Regions from separate parts of the Mus musculus genome. Here region 2 is linked to region 1. A link is a contact called in public HiChIP or PLAC-seq data. All regions are on one chromosome and are shown on one strand. The core of a region is the stretch at or near the end of the contact, and the rest is flanking DNA. Distances in the headings are between cores, read along the strand shown. Region 1 holds the start of Itga9 (integrin alpha 9). Region 2 overlaps Itga9 (integrin alpha 9).

Evidence for each region. HiChIP or PLAC-seq counts read pairs in DNA pulled down with a chosen protein or histone mark.
Region 2: an H3K4me3 HiChIP or PLAC-seq map of embryonic limb bud shows a contact between it and region 1, with 6 times the contacts expected there. The contact joins the enhancer-like site here to the promoter of Itga9 in region 1. A contact is called at or near these places in 12 of 39 promoter capture datasets (the 3T3-L1 cell line, the HPC-7 cell line, HPC-7-derived erythroid cells and 7 more), 2 of 15 datasets of contacts at CTCF or cohesin (large pre-B cells and pro-B cells), 12 of 484 Hi-C or Micro-C datasets (CD8 T cells, Kupffer cells, the Patski cell line and 6 more), 19 of 115 datasets of contacts at active chromatin or transcription factors (astrocytes, bone marrow-derived macrophages, cardiomyocytes and 13 more) and 4 of 9 other capture datasets (adipose tissue, embryonic stem cells, liver and 1 more).

Annotation. Positions count from the first base shown.
Region 1 is chr9:118,604,709-118,609,610 of GRCm38.p6, reverse strand. It overlaps Itga9 (integrin alpha 9), which reads right to left and starts at 2,902. Exons shown (of 28, transcript NM_133721.2): 1 at 2,496-2,902. The coding sequence starts at 2,683.
Region 2 is chr9:118,793,492-118,798,393 of GRCm38.p6, reverse strand. The region is part of intron 17 of Itga9 (integrin alpha 9); the gene reads right to left. Among named protein-coding and RNA genes, the nearest start is that of Gm39454, 55 kb to the left of the region's middle. Within about 2 kb of position 2,888, at least 16 of the 459 cell types and tissues checked have an H3K27ac peak or open chromatin away from gene starts, as enhancers often do. A contact at or near this core is called in craniofacial prominence and embryonic limb bud, where this site is marked.

The sequences.
Region 1 (4,902 bases), core at 1,653-4,152:
GTTGTAAGTAAAGGCAAAGATTTAGGGTAGATGCATATTTCACAAAACTAGGCCAGCGGCTACCTCTAAGATTATTCTCAACGTACAGAAATAAGAGTAAGCCCGGGGCTTCAGTCGGGGCTCCATTGACCTCACACTCCAGGGAAAAGGAGAAGAGAAGAAATGGGAGTTTCTCCTGCTTTAAACTCCACAAGCCCCCACTGGGAGTCACATCAGAAGAGGTTTATTTAGGAGCCAAGAGGGAAATGTAGGGGAAAGGAAGGAAGAAAGGGTATGGAGGACAGGTTTTCTTAAGCAGCAAGAGAATTCAACAAGAGACTGCAGCACTGTAGTGAGAATACAATCTGCTTCAAAGAGAATATATATATATAATATATATAATATATTCATATAGTTATATTATATATTACGTGTAATATATGTATATGGTTTATTATAATATATGTAAAACACATACACACGCTTTATATATATACATATATATATATATATATATACATATACATATACATATATATATATTTTTTTTTTTTTTCCCCCAGAGGGCTGCTAAAAATCTGAGGGACCAGCAGCACTCCAGTGCAGGGAGTGGTTGGTGGGCAGGAGAGGTACTTCTGAGGCCAGCTGCTTGTCACCACAGAAATGCCTGACCCTCTCCTGACAAGGTCAAGTCCCAGAATGGCCACCCTTACAGTGCGGTCCTGGGTGCCTGAGCATCAGGTCAAACCCTTTGTCACTGCAAAATCTGTTCACAACCTCGTGCATAACAAAGCAAGCTGAGCACCTCGTCTCTGCTCCTATATAGTTAACAACAGACAGAGAGGCTGTGACCTGGGGTTCATCCAAACCCAGGTGACAGAAGCCTGGCTCCTGTCCCTGGAACCAGATTGTTGCAGGGCACAGAGGCCAGCCATAGCCAGCAGTTCCCACTGGCTCCCACAGCTGCCTGCCCTTTCATTAGTAGCCCCCCACCCAGAACAGCCATTCAATTTCTGAAAGTTCCTCCCATGTGCTTTGTGCCGGGATCACACTGTGTGGGGTTCTGGGTGTATTCTACAAACTCTTTTTTTTTTTTTTTTTTTTTTTTTTTTTTGGTTTTTTGAGACAGGGTTTCTCTGTGTAGCCTGGCTGTCCTGGAACTCACTCTGTAGACCAGGCTGGCTTCGAACTCAGAAATCCACCTGCCTCTGCCTCCCAAGTGTTGGGATTAAAGGCGTGCGCCACCACACCCAGCTCTACAAACTCTTTCTATTCAGCCATAATCTATCTGTACCAAGCCCAGAGCCCATGGCAGACCTGGAGCCTTTGGAACATAGGAAAGTGTTCTGCCCTGCTGTCTGAAAAGGAAGGGTTTGGCAACTGCAGGAAGCAGCCTTGGCTGGTAACTGTGACTAGAATCAATGTCAGGAAGGGATGCAGAGGAGAGCTACACACAAGGACTTTGAAAGCTGGTTCTCTTGGAGGCCGCTCTCCTAAATACACGAAAGTGTTAATAAAGCCAGTCACAAAGTTCTCTTTCTCCAGGGTTCTGAAAGACCCGCATCCACAAGCCCCCGATTGCCTCGGCCCCTGTCCAATTCCGAGCAGAGACTCCCAGTAAGTTACATGTCCAAGCACACACACTGCCAGTCTCCATCTCCCGGCCTGCTGCTTCTAAAGATGCTCGCTCACGGGATAGCACCCTCAACGTGAACCAGCCATCTCCTGGGTCCACAGTAACATCATCTAAAATGAGGCTGGGGAGCTACTGAACTCTAGCTGCCTTGAATAGGTGGGCGTGGTGCATGGTGTGGCTCGTTCATTCCAAGGAAGTGGTCTATCCGCCTTCTCTAAGCGCTCCTGCTGTGGGGTCAGTTAACTTCACTATTGATGCTTAATGAGGGAGAGACTTATTCTTTTCTGCAGGCCCACCCATCTCGCTGGTTCAAAACTGTACCCCTTGATTAAAAACTTCAGCTTCCTAAATCTTGTCTCTAGACACGTGGGAGAGCTCCAGGCTGCCCACCAGCCACACAGTCTGCTCCTTGGGGGTCCTCTCTGCATCCCAGATCCTCTCAGAACTTTGTGGGGCCCCTGGGTACCTCTTCTGGAGATTCCTAAGCCACCAGGACCCACTCCCACCACACCCCTTGTTTCTCTGCTTCCTGCATGCTGCTGCCCTAGAGTTACATGAAGTGGTCCCCAAGAGCAGCCTGGCCTCCTAGGGGCCCCCCGGGGATCTGGGGCAGATGGCCAGCCCGCGGTGGCCCCTGGAAGGCAGACAGCCAAGTAACTTTGCTTTGGCGAGAGCGAAGCTGCGTCTGACTGCCCAGGGAGGACAGGGACCCCAGGGACGCCCCGGGCCTCGGAGAGCAGGCCAGGATGTCAGCGTGGCCGCCCGGACATTTAAATCGGCCCCGCGGGAGGTGGAGTGGAAGAGGCCGGAAAGGCGGCGGCCAACTTGGGGGACCACGGGGTGCCCACGCCAGGGTCGAGGATCCGCGGGAGACACTTACCAGCGCGTGTTGTCGTGGAAGTGCTCCAGCACCGCGTAGCCGAAGAAGGAGCCTGAGGGGCCCTGGAAGCGTACCGGGCGCTGCGCGTCCAGGTTGTAGGCGCCGGCCGGGACCCCCGCGGCCACCAGCGCCAGCAGCAGCGCGCGGAGCCCTCCGGCGCCGGTCCGCGCCGCAGCCGGGCCGCCCATCCCCAGCCGGCCGCCGCCCTGCGCCCTGCCCCGCGATCGGGGCTCCCGGGACACGCCGCTGCCCGGGGCGGGAGCCGTACGCTCCGAGTCTAAGCCCGGGACGCGGCGATGGGCTACAGCGAGAGCCGGAGCAAGGCCAGGGACGGCCGCCAGCGCCCCGCGTCCTCTCGATGCCCGCCGAGAGGTCTGCGCTCTCGGAAGGAGCGGGTCCCGGGCCCGGGCGGCACTGGACTGCGGAGAGGCGCGCCCGCGGGGTGGGCGGCCCGGGCGGCCCGGGCGGGACGGGTCCGCAGCGCCCCCTGCTGGACGCGGTCTCAGGCGCACCCCCGGGTCCAGGTTCTGGACCTCGGTGAACTGCATCCTCTCAATGTCCTAGGCTCTGCTGTGTCCAAGCTGGCTGGGTCTCTCTCCTTTTGTCTTACACTGAAAGTCTCTCTCTCACACACAAAGACCCAAAGCTACCCGAGCCAAGGATGGGTAAATATTCTGGCCCTGCCCATCTGGAAGCTCTTCTTCAGAGGCAACCGCTCAAGACCGCCAGTCAGTTGCTGTAAGAATTAGTCATGTGGAAGAGAGCAGAGCGTTCTTCCATACTCCCTGACCTGGCCAGCGCTTTCCAACTTGGCAGACATACAATACAGCCAGGTGTGCTCCCCTGTATGTGGGAGATTATGGTGAAGTATACGTTGCATAAAGTTTACGTCATAACCTCATTTTGGTTATGTGATCATCAATAGCTCATCTTGCAAATTAAATTATACATAAATTTAACAAGCACGCCCAGCCCAGTCCAGCCCCCGGCAAGTTTCATTTATCCCTGACTCTATGAAGTTGACTATTCCAAGTTTAATGTTATTGTTGAACTAACTCTTTACTCTGGTAAAATCACAACCCCCTCCCCATCCCTTCCCACCCTCTCCACTTCCAAAGTCTCATTCATACTAAACACACACGACGCCTTTATCTTTTTCTTTCTAATCAGGCTTATCCTTACAACAACAGTCAAAGCCTAGGGTAGGCAAGGTGGGGTGGGGGGGGGGTGCACATTCCAGAGTTATCCACTCGCCAGCAGTCTAAACACGGGGATCTTTACAGGTGAAGAGCCTCTTCCAGCTGTCATCAGAAGGGCTGTGACAAAGGAAGCCAGATCACCGCTAGCTTGGGAGCTGGAGGGAAGGGTCCATGAGGTAAAGAAGCCAGGCAGCTTCAAAAACTGGGGACAGAGAAATGTCTTCTCCTCTACCCCTTCCAGGAACGCAGGCCAGCGAGACCCATGACCTGTCCAGCATTGTTAGATGATCAATGTTGCTGTCTTAAACCACTGCAGTCAGGTAATTTGCATAGCTCGGATGCACTACTGCTGTCTTACTTGTGGTCAGTATTGCTGCAATGAAACACCATGTCCAAAAGCAAGTTTCAGAGGAAGGGGTTGATTCAGCTTGTACTGTTCATCATGGAAGGGAGTCAGGACAGGAACTCAAAACAGGGCAGGAATCTGGAGGCAGGAGCTGGTGCAGGGGCCATGGAGGGGTGCTGCTTACTGGCTTGTTCCCCATGGTTTGCTCAGCCTGCTTTCTTGTAGAACCCAGGACTATCACAGTTAGGAATGGCACAACCCACACTGGGCTGGGCCCTCCCTCATCAATCACCAATTAAGATCTTGTGGAGGGAAGCATTTTCACAAGCAATGCTCCCTCCTCTCAAATGACCTTAGTTTGTGCCATGTTGATACAAAACTACACAGCATAAGTGCTATATCCACCTGTCTTAGTTTACTTCCTGGGCTGTAAAGCAACACTCTGATCCAGAGCAACTTGGGGCAGGAAAGGAAGTATCCCAGCTCACAGGTTAGTCTCACAGGAGAGAGACGGGGCAGGAAGCCATTACAGGTTAGTCTCACGGGAGAGAGACGGGGCAGGAAAGGAAGTATCCCAGCTCACAGGTTAGTCTCACGGGAGAGAGATGGGGCAGGAAGCCATGCCAGAGCTGAGGGAGAAATCATGAAAGAACTATGCTCTTCACGCTGGCTTGCTCCTCACCCCCCCCCCCCGCCATGCACGGCTAGCTTTATATATGGCATAGGTCACCTGCTCAGGAACTGGTGTCACTCACAGTCGGAGCCCTCATTCACCAGCTAACAACCATGCCCACAGACAAATCTGATGAAGACAATTAGTTGAGATTCCCCCCCCCAGGTGATTTTATGTTGTATAAAACTG
Region 2 (4,902 bases), core at 1,639-4,138, 190 kb before region 1:
TGGATATTTTTCAATGTTCCTAAAGATCTCAGCTGTGATCTTACGTGGAAGTAAAAGCTACATGCCAGAGATCATGCTTTCCTCTTGCTACCAGCATCAACGGGTAAGTGAAAGATGCTAACTGCACAACCACTAAGTACGTCCCAGTCAATTATACTCATGTAAATCAGATTGGTTACTACACACACACACACACACACACACATACACACACACACACACACACACACATACACACACACACACACATACACACACACACATACACACACACACATACACACACACACATACACACACACACATACACACACACATACACACACACACACATACACACACACACATACACACACACACACATACACACACACACATACACACACACATACACACACACACACATACACACACACACATACACACACACACACACACACCCCTCACTGAAGCCTGGAGATGTGGCTGAGGGGTAGAAAGCTTACCTAGCATATGTAAGGCTTTAGGTTTAATCCCAATACCAAAAAGAAAAACCACAGTGATAGTGCCAATTTCTTCAAAACCCTCTTGTAAATTATTAAGTGGGGTGGGTAGGGAGGGGGCTGGGGGAGTAGAAAGAATATGACCAAAATATGGTGCATGAAAAAGTTACAAAATATCTTAAGTAGCCTTGTAAGTGTTGAGAAATGGCAAGACAAGAACGCATCCAAGTGGATTTCCCCCACAATGTAATTTTTAAATTTTACTTAAATCTGATGTCCAAGGCTTACCCGTCAGGCAAGAGACTACCACTTGACACATGTGATAAGAAGGTGAGCCTTAGAGCTTTGGGAGAACAGGAACATCTTAGCATGGGCTACCCTAAAAAGAGACAGGTTTGAAGCAAGTAGTATTTCAGGAGAGATCTCCAAAACTCACACAGGGAAGGCTATACTAAGAAGTAGGCAACGGTGAGGGTCGTGGCATGAAGCCAGTGACCTCTCTGGGTGCCTGGGACCTTGAAAAGCACAGCCTCAAGTTATCCCATTTGGGATAAGGAATATCTGTGCACTGACTCCAGACAGTCCCTGGATGAGGGTGTTGTAGCAGTGGGAGGTGGTACCCATTCCAAGCAACATTGATGGGTGGAAGAGATGCAGTTTCTGATATCAGGAACAAGGCCAGAAACTCAGGACTGGGAGAAAAGGGATCTAGGTAGCAAGGATTCTGTCTGGGGGGAAACCTGTCACTAGGAAGATGCAGACACTAGTTAATCCTGTTACTTCTGAAAAAGAGGGATCCAGGCTCCTCTGGAAGGAGCCCCAGGCTCTGGATAACACATAACCTTTAACCTCTGTGGTCCATGGATGACTTCCACAAGGGTACCTCCCAGGTATCATAGTTCCCTTCTCTTGTTTGTATATTTAAGTAGTGCATGTACGTGTGTTTGTAGGATGGCAGTCAGAGGTCAACCTTAGATGTCATCCATTCCCCGGGAGCCATCTACCTTGCTTTTTGAGACAGGGTCTCCAACTGGCCTAGAACTCACTGAGTTGGCTGATCTGCCTGGCCATTGAGTTCCAGGGATCTGACTGTCTCTATGTCCCAGCATGAGATCACACTGGGAGCTGAGAGAGTAACAACCAGAAATAAGATAGAGCTATAATCCCTGAAGCCTGCCCCTGTGCAAGGCTACGCACCTAAAGGTTTTATAAAGGTTCCATAATCTCCCCAGCACTGGCACCAGCTGGGGACTGAGCATTCGAATATTTAGGCCTGTGGGGGACACTTCACATTCAAGTCACAATGTTGCTGGCTGGGAGGCAGGGCTTCACTGTCAGTCTGTGTCTTCAAGTGTCAATTTTCATGTTCTACATAAAACAGCCTTAAATAGGACATCAATACTAATCCTATAATAATAACGTTTTTATTGTAGCATATTATTATAGTTACTCTGGTCTATTGTTAGTAATTTACCTGTCTAACTTGTGCATATAGAAAGAAAACATGGTTTATGTGACAGCTATTCGTGGTTGTCAACTTGACTACATCTGGACTAAAATCTAAAATCAAAACATCTGGGTACACCTGTGAAGGATTTTTCTTGATTGAATAATTTAAGGCGGGAAGACACACCCTAAATCCAGATTTTTTTGAGGTAGGAAGACCCACCTTAGATCTGGGCCATGCCTATAAAGGGCCAGGAGGAAGGAAGCCTTTGGTCTTTGTGTGCCACCTCTCTCACTGACCTTCACTGACATTAGAGCATTCTTGTTCAAGACTCTGGCATATACTGAAGACAAGACCAGCTGAGACATATGGACTTGTGGACTGAACAAATATTGGATTCTTGGACTTTCTATTGGGATATAGCCACTGTTGGAATAGTTGGACCATAACCTGTAGGTCACTCTAATACATCATTCATATATATGTGTATATATATATATGATTTATAAGGTTTAAATTTTATTTTAAACCTTATTTTATTATAGTTTCAGGCATTTTCTACTAGTTTCTGAGACATATACTTTAAAGATAATGGAGGATGAATACAGCTTTCATACTTATGAATTTGTTTTTCTTGTTTTGAGACAGGGTTTCTCTGTGAAGTTCTGGCTGTCCTAGAACTCACTCTGTAGATCAGGCTAGCCTTGAACTCAGAGATTCGCCTGCCTCTGCATCTTAAGTGCTGGGACTAAAGGCATGCGCCTTTAAAGACCACTACCTGGCCATATTTATGACTTTTATATCCTCAACAATGCATAAACCCAAACCACTATCATTAAATAGACTATACCATGTACATATGTAAATTCGAACTTTCTCCAGCCGTGGGCTATGCTGCACAGAATGGGCTGGGCTATGCATCTGGCCATGCTCTGTTAATCCTTTCCAGTCTCGTGGAATGGACCCTCATGGTAATTAGCTCCAGCTGGAATCGAGGGCTCTGTAAGGCATCTCACTGATCCTTGGCAGTGTGTCAGGAAGATGGCTCCTAAGACTGAATATCTGAGCTGAAAGTCCATTTATACCAAGGTAGAAATACTTTTTCCCTTCCTCATATTAAACCCATCTGTTCCAGTATTATGTCTGAATAGTGAAAGTAAAGGCATTAACTGAGGAGACATGAAAGGGACAGAGAAGGACAGCCTGTCCACATTACTGTAATGTGCTCACATCCCTGAGGACTCTGCCCTAGCACCAGCTCATTCGGCTACTCAGTAATGGTCAAGCCAGGACTTGCTCCAACAACCTTGTTTCTTCTATCGAGGAAACACAGCAAGCCAGAGGAGGCAACCCACCCCCAACCCTGTCTCCTGGTCCCTCTAAATGGCTCAAGAGCTTCTTGTCCCATCTGTATAACTGCTGAAAGCAATACTGGTTCCCTGATAACAGAAGTTCAGAGCTCCTCAGCTTTTACCTTAGGAGTTACTGTAATCATGAAGTCTTGGGACATCTGGGATGAATCAGGTTCACTCCCTGTAACCACTGGATTAAGGACTGAATGCTTTGGTGGGGGGATGGGTCAGAGGCAGGGGAGTTCTCAAGATTTGGCTGTTTGGAGGACTCCTGCCTTGAGGGAGGAGGGGCCCATGTAGGATGCCTGTCTCAGTCAAAGGCTCATAGCCACGCCACACTGTCAGACACACTTGCACTGCTTGGATAAGCATGTTGCCTGATGACTAAAAAAGACCATGATGCCTTTGACAAGTAACTCTCTCAGGGCACAATGATATCACCGATGGGTGACGTCAATCACAACAGGCTAAAATGAATGACAAGCTTCCCTAATTGTATGTCTTTCCTGCTGTGAGGTGAGGCAGCCACATGGGAGCTTGAGCCACAAGCTCTTTCCTCCCCCCTGGTCTCTGGGTCCCCGAGGCTCTGCAGTGTGACAGGTACATGCTAGGCAACTCTAGCCACACAGGTGGCCCCACCACATGTCCACAGTGTGGCTGCCCTTACGTGCCACCATAGCAATTCTCTCCTCTTTGAGCCCACAGGCGCTCTGGTGGAATTCCCTGTGTCCTTAATGAAAACCAAAAATGAGTATAGATGTCACCATAGGTGTTGCTGGGAGCCACCGGGGAAGTACTGTGGCTTTTAAGTTTGGCTATACATTACTAAGAAATGACTGAACCTTCCAGAGAAGACCCGGTTCTAGATATTACAATACTGTGGCTGCCTCCCAGCTACCCTGAATGTGCTTTTCTCACGTCAAATATTTACCCATGTGCAGGGAAAATGTCTAGGACACATTTCTAACCTGGTTTTGTGCTGCTACATCCTGTTGGCAGTGTAGTGACCCAAAAGGACCCTTCTTAAAATAACCATGAAACTCAAAGTAGGATAATGAAGTCAAGCATGCAAAAAAAAAAAAAAAAAAAAAAACATGATAAACCATATTGAACAAATGTGTGATCTAGCCCCATTATGCTTCCTAAAATAACACAGTAAATGATAAGATGTGGGAATGGATTTGACAACCACAACTCTCAGGTAGGGACAAACGGCGTTTCAAAATATCTACAGTATTATCTCAGGACACCAGTCCTTTCTGTGTGTGACAAGGTTCCAATTCCTGCTCACGTCACTGTCGAGGGTGCCGCAGCCACATTTGGATAAAATACTAACTTTCTCTTTGATGTCAATGAAAACCAAGATGCGATTATTTTCCTGTCTCAGCTCACAGACGCTAGGAATTCCAGCGTGGATCACAACAGGGCATGGGGCTCAGACTAAGGAGGCGCCTGCTCCGTGGGAAGTGACCGTGAAGACTGTTTGGAGGAGGCGAGGCTGTGATGGAGGGAGAGGAGGTGGGGAGGGCGTGCCCAATGGAAGGAGAGGAGGTGGGGAGGGCGCGCCCAATGGAGGGAGAGGAGGTGGGGAGGGCGCGCCCAATGGAAGGAGAGGAGGTGG